Regions from separate parts of the Columba livia genome. Here region 1 is linked to region 2. A link is a contact called in public Hi-C data. All regions are on one chromosome and are shown on one strand. The core of a region is the stretch at or near the end of the contact, and the rest is flanking DNA. Distances in the headings are between cores, read along the strand shown. Region 1 overlaps SLC4A4 (solute carrier family 4 member 4). Region 2 holds the start of SLC4A4 (solute carrier family 4 member 4).

The links. Hi-C and Micro-C count contacts between places; a contact is called where the count stands out from the background.
Region 1: a contact with region 2 is called in a Hi-C map of liver, with 2.8 times the contacts expected there. The contact joins the enhancer-like site here to the promoter of SLC4A4 in region 2. A contact is called at or near these places in 2 of 2 Hi-C or Micro-C datasets (crop and liver).

Annotation. Positions count from the first base shown.
Region 1 is chr4:78,762,881-78,766,934 of bColLiv1.pat.W.v2, forward strand. SLC4A4 (solute carrier family 4 member 4) reads left to right here. Exons shown (of 27, transcript XM_065062877.1): 20 at 800-978; 21 at 1,788-1,860. Among named protein-coding and RNA genes, the nearest start is that of GC, 30 kb to the right of the region's middle. Within about 2 kb of position 1,326, at least 1 of the 3 cell types and tissues checked has an H3K27ac peak away from gene starts, as active enhancers do.
Region 2 is chr4:78,585,058-78,589,546 of bColLiv1.pat.W.v2, forward strand. It overlaps SLC4A4 (solute carrier family 4 member 4), which reads left to right and starts at 2,503. Exons shown (of 27, transcript XM_065062877.1): 1 at 2,503-2,625; 2 at 4,090-4,239.

The sequences.
Region 1 (4,054 bases), core at 76-2,575, 180 kb after region 2:
TGCCCGGCAGGCTCTCTGAAATGCCTGCACACCAACGCACAGCGTGGGGAACGAGCAGGAGGAGTAGAAACCTGTGTTAGGGCAGGAGATTATGACCTGGTGGCAATTCCGGAGACACGGTGGGACAGCACACGTGGCTGGAATGTGGCCATGGATGGCTGTGTCCTTGTCAGGAGAGACAGGCCAGCCAGGCGAGGTGAGAGAGCAACGACAATGTATTGAGTACTGTCCAGGCACGGGTGAGGAGCGAGTTGAGAGTCTGTGGGTGAGAATTAAGGGGCAGGCTGGCAGGGGCGTGTGTGTGTGTATATATATAAAAATATGTAGAGAGGTATATAATGAAAGCTTGATTATAGTGTTTACAAGATATGAAGTGTATCTCACCAGAAGTTTTTTGGTGACTGTGGTGCTCTGGTTGTGTCCAACACACACTCTGCTGTGTCAGGAAACTCTGTGAAGAGCTATTTGATGGGTCACAGGGCTTGGCTTGTACCACTGCACCTCCCAGGACTATGGAGTGTACACAAGGTGCTTGCGAGTCTGCTGCGCTTTTATTGCACGCTGTTGTTTTGAGAGCTTGCCAAAATCGTATCATTTCCTTGTTTTCCCCGTGGAGACAGGTAGTTCATACTTTAAGGAGCAACATCTCCTACTCTGCTATTCCTTAAGACAATTTCTGATGGCTAGAAGATACTGTAGAAGGAACTGGTGTTTACGTGGTGCACCTCTGCCAGAGCCCTGGCTGCTCCGTGGGTGTTTAGAATAATTAAGCTGAAGGTTGTCTTGTCTCCCTTCACAGAAAGGTGCTGGATATCATCTGGATTTGTTCTGGGTGGCCATTCTGATGATTATTTGCTCCTTTATGGGTCTGCCCTGGTATGTTGCTGCTACCGTCATCTCCATTGCTCATATTGACAGCTTGAAGATGGAGACAGAAACCTCAGCCCCTGGAGAACAGCCCAAGTTTTTGGGAGTGAGGTATGTCAAACCAGAAGGGCCTTAGTTGCTTTGTTTGCCTGCAAAGATCCGTTTGCGCTGTAATGGCTTTGCTTTGAGCGGAACACGTGCAGAGGGCACAGCTCTTAGATTTGCAGTAAATCTGCAGATCAGCTGTGTTTCTTTACAGCTTTTTTTGGTCAGCAGAGATATAACCAGTTAGAAGTTTATCTGGCGTAGCCCTTCTGCAAATTCCTTTTCTTGAAAAGGAAGAAAACTGGTCTGCTGCATGCGCGCCTGTGGACGGGCCGAGCCGGGGCAGACGCGTGGGGAAAGGGAGCAGAAGGAAGGAAGGAAGCTTTGCGCCCGCATCCAGAACTTCTCTGTGTCTGCTTAGGGCACGTGCACTCGAGCCGCCCCTGAGCGCACAAAGCTGTATGGAGCGAGTTCAGTGCCTGCAAAGGTGTCATGGAGAATTTCCTGCTGCTTCATTTGTATTTCCAGACCTGGCTGTGACATTTAGCAGAGCAGCTCTCTGGCAATTCCGTGGACAAATCCCCATGTAACTCCTCAAAAGTTCATTCAGCCAGATGAGACACAGTTTTCCAGTGTCGAGAAAAGGAAATACGTAATAAGTTTACCTGCGATTGATGGACTTTAGACAGGCATTGATTAGCAAACGTAACGGTAAAAAATTTAAACTTGTCATGCCTAGAGCAGTCAATTTGACCTACAAAAGTATCTTTTTCTGTATCGGGTTGCCTTAATTAAGCGCTTTTAAGTACTCTGAAAGGGAATAAAACCAGAAGGAAAGCTGAAGCCGTCGTGCTAACCCAGTGCTTGTGTTGCAGGGAGCAGAGGGTCACGGGATTCATCGTGTTCATTCTGACCGGCGTGTCTGTCTTCATGGCTCCCATCCTCCAGGTAGGCACGTCGCCCCGCCGCCTCCTTCCGCGCGCGGGCTGGTGGTGTGCTGCTCAAGTGTGGAAAAGGAGCTCGGTGAGAATTACCGATGCAGTTCTGTAATTTTATGGATGCTTAAATACACACTTTTTGGAAGGAAAAAGTAAGACACCCTTGTAGTGTGCTATATAGTCATAGTGACACAGTTCAGGACCCGTGGTTTTGGGGGCTGCGATTTTTTTCATTTTAAGACTTTTCTTCCGTGTTTGCACAAAGTTAAGTTTTCTTTTATCTTGCACTCTTGTGGTTCTGCTGTGCCTGTGTTTTATGGAACCATAAACCTTGAGAACCTGCTGGTGACGTGATGGCAGGATGTTTGGCAACGCGGCAGAGTTGCTGTGTGGAAGACACAGGCTAACAGATGAATACGTAGTCAAGAAAAGTACATCTGCATTTGCGTGTGCGGGCTTGCACGTCTCAACACGCGCACAAGAGTTGGGTCCGCGCACTCATACGCAAACGCGAGCGTTCCTGTGCTGGATCTGTCCCTGTGTGCTGAGCTGCTGAGGAACGCAGCTTTGCAGCACCAGCTCTCGGGACACGTTCACTCCCGGGACTCCTGGCAGCCAAAATGGGCTTTGCTTTCGTCCTCTGGAGGAAGCTGTTGAGCGCAGAGAGGGGAGCGTTCCTGCGCCACGAGTCGCGGCCGGGCCTGTTGAAATGTGGCTGTTTCTGGAGGAGAAAACAAATACTGCAGACGCCGATCCCGTTGCCATAGTGGGGAGCCCAGTCCCTGCAGTGTGCATTAATCGTCATAGCCGTGTTTTCAGCATCTCTTACGTGTACCTGAAGAAAAATCTTCATTTGGTGCTTGCTCGCGGGCTGCGTGCGTGCCCACGTCCACGAGAGAGAATCCGCAGTGTTGACGACAACGAGCAGAGCCTACAGCTGATGGTATTAGTCCGTGTGTAGGGTTTTGGCCAGAAATCCTTGGGACCGTTGCGTTGCCGTAGCGGAGCCGTGCCCTGCCCGCACCCCGGCCGCGGGGCCCCGGCTTGCCCAGCGCTCTTGGAAAGAGCCAGCACGGCAGTCAGATTTCCATTCGTTTTGTCTGTGTCCTCCTGAAGTAGCACGTCTCTTGTCGCTCGGGAGCAACGTGCAGCTCAGCAGTGTGGAAAACACGTTTCTGGAGGAAAAAGTGCAATGAAATGTGATTTCTGAATCTCTTGATATTTTCTTTTTCTTGTGAATTTAGCCCAGGCTCTGGGCAGGTGGGCTGCTGATGTACCGTTCGACCTAGGTAGGCAGCTCTTTCCCAAGACCTGAAGTTTGTTGGCACATAACCACAGAGAAAGGCACCCCTAGCGGATCGTGGAATAAAACATGAGAGGTTGCTTGTGTGTTCCCTGTGGAGGATCCTTTTCCAGGGACAGCGATTCCAGTGATGTCCAGCAGGAGATGTCAGCTGCAGAAATCCATCTCCATGGCTCCACAGACTGATGGTGTGAGCAGAAGATGTCAAAACAGCGACACACGGACTTAACCAGTGGCACTGTCCGTCATAACCCTGTGGCAGAGCGGACGGGTGTCCGGAGAAGTGTTTCTGGAGGAGGCAGACAAGTTTTTGTCAGGCAGAGCAATGATGTTGCCTGTGTATAAAATGGAGAAAGTGGCTTTAAAAAAGTTGGTGCATTCCTACTCTTGATTTCTAAGGTTGTTTTTGCAGCTAGCAAAGTTTTGTGTCCTGGTAACCGTTTCTTCCTCTGCAGAAATCGGCATTTCCGTGCCCTTAATTTCATGCCTGCTCGTAATTAATTCTGTTTGTTAGTTCCATGTGCCCTTTCCTTGCAAGATCCCTCCTCTGCTCCCCCGGGGTCTGTTATTTCCCCTGCCGTTGTTTCCGTTGGCGATGGGCGCGCTCCCCGCGGCGCGGGCAGCAGGGTGAGCCCGCCCCGGCGGCGCTGCAGCGCCTCCCGCAGGCCGCAGCGCGGGGAGCGGCCCCGGCCGCGCTGCCGGTCACCAGGGCTTGTCCTGCCAGTGGCGAGCTGGGCGCCAGTAATCACCGATGCAGTCACACAGGCAAGCCACGCCGTAACCCCGTCTCTGGCTTTTGTGGGGTCTGCGGTGTTTGTGCTGGTTCTGAACAGCAACGATCGTTCTGCTGGGTTGTGGCAGATCTCCACAGAAACATTCTTCACCCCGCTGGAGAGTGACA
Region 2 (4,489 bases), core at 1,253-3,752:
TGCGGAGCTGCATATGTTCCTGTTTGGCCAGTCCTAACCTAAGACGAAAATCTTCCATGTGTTTTTGAATGCCAGGCTAGTTTGCTGCTAGTTTCCATGGTAGTGCTTTCCATTGTGGTCCTCTGGTGAGCTACAGTGGTTTACGTGATCTCTTTGGGTGCAAAGAGAGCACACTGCAGTCCTGGTTCAAGGCTCACATCCTGCTTTTCTCCCCTGCTGTGTACGCTGTCAGGCTTCCTGCACAGGACACGGAGCAGGCGAGGTCCCCGGAGCTGACCAGGCCGCCCGCGCCGCTGTGGTGCGCAGCACGCACGAGTAGGGAGCTTGGGTAAGGCAGCGAGATGGGCAAGCCCGGCAGTAACTCCGAAGCCAGAAGATAGCTCTGTGTTTTGCTTGGTGTAAGCAAGCATTTGAGACCCGTGGCAAAACGGGCCCTAGAGCCAGGCCCTGCGTGGTGAGGGTGCTGGGGAGGGGACAGGGTGCGCTGGCTCTGCGGCCTGGGGCAGCGCCGTCATGGCGTGCTCCTGAAGATGGGTCTCATGCTGACGTACTGATCCTTCCGAGAACTGTCCTTGCTGTGCAGCTCCTGGATTTCCCAGGTTTGGCCACAGGTTGAACAGTTTTGGTTGTGTGCATGTGTGTTGTGGTGGTTTTGTTGTTGTTCTAATTGGCTCCTGCAGCCTTAGGGCTCTGTTGAGCATTCACTTCTCACTTTTTCCACTGAGTGTGGAATTTAGGGGTAGACTATTCTTTTTAGGAATAGACTGGCTGATCTGATGCTTTAATGTCAACCAAAATAATCTTGGTATCCCTGGTCACTGTTGAAGTTGTAGTGGCACAAAGTGCCTGATACCTCCTTCTCCTTGAGAGACCCTCACACCTTTCCTACTTGTGAAGAAAGGAGGGGAGAGCATTTGCTTTTTAAGCAAGGACAGGTAGGAGCAGAAGCCCTGTGCTTATCATAGAGTAACGATATAATCGCCTTAATTAAGTCCTACAGTTGCTTGTCTTGGCCACACAGAGAGAACACCGCTGTGTCATTGGTCTCTGGTAAGCTGGCCTGGTGTCCTGGTGGGAATCCACCTTCCGCCGAGCCCCAGGGCCTGCGCAGCTCGTGGAGAAGGGTTTTCAGCTGCAGCCTGGCTGAAACAGGCTGCTGACAGTATCGCCTGGCGACTAACAGTCCTTTTCTTTGCTGCAGTTTGGCCCTGGGCCCTTTCAGAGGCCCCTGGGCACAAGATAAATGATTTCTTTTGTTTGTCATAGGCACCTGTACAGCTCCTGCGATGGCTGGCGGTACCCGAGACTCTTGCGATCCTCCAGTGTATAGTGCTGTAAATCTGGAAGGTGACTTATTCCAGAAGTAACCAAGAGCAAGCAGGAATGCGTCAAAGGTAAAGGAGGAAGTCTGCAGCCATGGCTGTGGCGGTTTCTTTCTGACCGGTCCCCAGCCAGGTGTGTGCTTCGGCTGTGCACACAGCTTGATTCTTGGGCTGGGCACTTGGGGCTTGCGGTTATCTGACAGGAGGAGAAGAGAAACACCAGTTGGTTCTCTGGTGTCAAGGCAGACAGACGTCCTCCAGCGTGCCGAGGATGAGGCTGTGCGCTGAGCCAGCGCGCCCTGCGTTGCAGACGGGTGGAAGAGCTCGAGGAAAGCGGTATTAGACTGGGGCTGTGCCGTGCCTGAGTAATGCCACAGAACAAAAGGAAAAGTGCTTCCTGCAGAGTGTAAAATGTAGTGTAACAGTGGGACACTGTCCATGCTACTGTTGAAAACAGGCTTTAGCTCAGAGACCTGTCAGCATTTGATTACAGCTGACTTGTAAAAGAAGATTTTATTATTAAATCTGCACTTAGCTTTGCAGACTCAGGAATGCTGAGTGCTTGAGTTTGTTGCAGAGGCAATTAAGCACCTAAAACCCTTTAGAGGGATCCCCATCATGCCAGTTCTTTCCAAAGTAAGGGTGTACAGTGTTTATTCCTGCTTTTCATACAACTGCCATTTGCGTTGGGGGGGGTTGCCTTTTTTCTTTTTTTTTTTCTATTTTTTTTACAATGGTCCTTTGGTTCAGCTAACTAAAGCTGGGCTCTCTTGTTCTGCTGCCACAGCCCTGTGACTGTTGCCTTGTAAGGCACCTGGGAGAATTTAGTCTGTGATCTTCCTTGAACGCGTTGTTACGTCACCCACGAAAAGATTGGGGGATAACCCTTTGCCCGGGGTAAATGACAGAAAGCAGAGCAGCATAAGCAAGCTGGAATAACTGTTTCGCAAAAACAATGCGTGGGCTGGCTAGGGAGAGGGCTGGGTGACCCCGGGGCAGCTTACCGCTCGGGCAAAGGAGGTGTCCACCGATCGCGTCCAGCCTTTGAGACTGAAATTCCCGGAAGCTCAGCCTGGTTCTGCTTAAGCCTCGGTGGCCTCCTGAGGCTGTGTCGTGAGGTGGAAGCAGGGAGAGCTCCTCACGTTAAGCTGCTGTTCAAAGTTTCCCTTGGTGCTATGGTTCCAGGTGACAGCTGAGGTGAGCTGTGCTCTCCTCACGGCTCCGTGACTGCCGTGGGAACAGAGACCTGAAGACGTGTGCCGGAGCATTCACTGAGGTGTGGGAAGGCTGACCCATGAGCCTGGTGAGTGCTGAGTGCCGTGGTGCTCGTAGTCTGCGAGGGGGCACAGGCAGCTCCGTGCTGTGCAGGCAGAGGCCTCGGGGCTGGCGGGGCAGCCCGCGCATTCTGCCTCAGCTCTGTACCTGGCGCAGCCAGACAGCTTCGTACCAGCTGAGCCCAGCGTGCCGCCTGTGCGTTAATCCCACCTGAAAATCAGGGTGTTTGTCTTGAAATGAGGGTGCTGCAGTGTGCTCTGAGGTCTGAAGCACTTTGGGACCAGCAGATGGGAAACTACCCATTTGAAGTGCATTTTGACTCTTTCAGCTTTTTATCTCGTAAGCAATGTGAAAGTTGCCTTGGTCATCAAGAGGTTTCTGATCAGCGGCCCCCAGTGCTGAAGGGGGCGGCTGACACCTTAGTACTGTTGGAAGCTGGCTGATTTGCGTTTTGTTAACTTCATTTCTAGTCGTTTATGAGTGTACATTTTAATACGGGCTTAGATTTGTCAGTCAGTGCTGGATTGTGTAATACTTGGAGCCGTGCAATCAAGTAATATGAGGAGATGCCTCACGTTGCATGATTTGCTTTTTTAAAATATAAACAACTGTTAATGCATAGATTCACTTAAATGATAGTATTTTTTCCCTGAAACTTGTTGTATGCACACTATTTAACAACAATACTGCTGAGCAGCCCCACTTCTGACTACAGGTGGCTCACAAGCATTTGACTACATAGCCTGATTATTCCTTGGAGAACATGGAACACCGCTGTCCCGGGTTCGTATGCAGCGCTCTCTGCCAGATTCTTGCTCGGAGACTGCTGATAGCACGAGAGACAACACGTAGTACAAGGGGTATCTGTAGAAGGCAGTTGCAATGGTGTCTGGAAACAAGAGGCTCCTAACATTTCAGAAGTGACCATCATCTGTGGTGACCTGTGTTGCTGGGGCTTGTCCCCTTCAGACATGAAGTCTCACTTATTTGGGGAAATAAACTACCCGACTGAAACCAGGGAGTTGAAGTCCCTTGGTGTTCCTGAGAAGCGCCGTGGCAGCCTGGCAGGGTGTGCACCCTTGGATAGGTACGGGGAGTTCACAGCTCCCAAAGCCTTGAATGAAGAAGGGACCGCTGGGTGGGGCTCTTGTCTTGTGCTTGGCCAGCGTGGAAACCGGTTGCTTAAGAGACATGACTTGGACTGTTAAGGAATTCCACAAGAACACTAGCAATTTTTAAAGTTAAGGAGTCTGGGATTCAAGACTGAGAAGCATGGTGGTGATGTGTAATAAAATGATATCGTTTTTTGAGACATTTATGTCTTCTGGTTAAGAAGGGAAGTTGCAGTAGCCTGGCTTTTGGGTGATCAAACAGGAAAGCAACACCAGCAATCTGGATAAGAGCCCCAGCTCTGAGAGGCGCTAGGGAAGGGTTTGATTTAAACAGATGTCTTGGAGCTTTCACTGAGTTTTACATTTTTATTTCAAATAAGCTGCTCACCTGAAAAACGGAGAAGTGATGAGGAGTGGAAAGGAAAGGAGAAGTCAGCGGTCGCTTTAGGAAGACAGCTTGTCCCAGAGAACACGAGTGAGCCTGCGTATCCACGCATCGCAGGAGGGAGTCTACACAGACTTGTCTGGAGGTAAGGAGTCCTAAATCCAAAAGGAAAGCTACATGTGTGTACAGTCGATGGAGTTACTGAGGTCCAAACAGCAGCATTTCCCAGAAGCACAGTGCTGCGCTCTGTGAAGACCCGCACGGTCTGACTTCATTCCTGCCGTTGCCCCGGAGGAGCAGAATTTCAGTTTGAGCGTCAGACCTGCTGAGGCAAACACTGTTGGGGTCGGGGTTCAAAGCAACGAGACCAGGCTGTTCTGTTTGGCGCTGGGTGG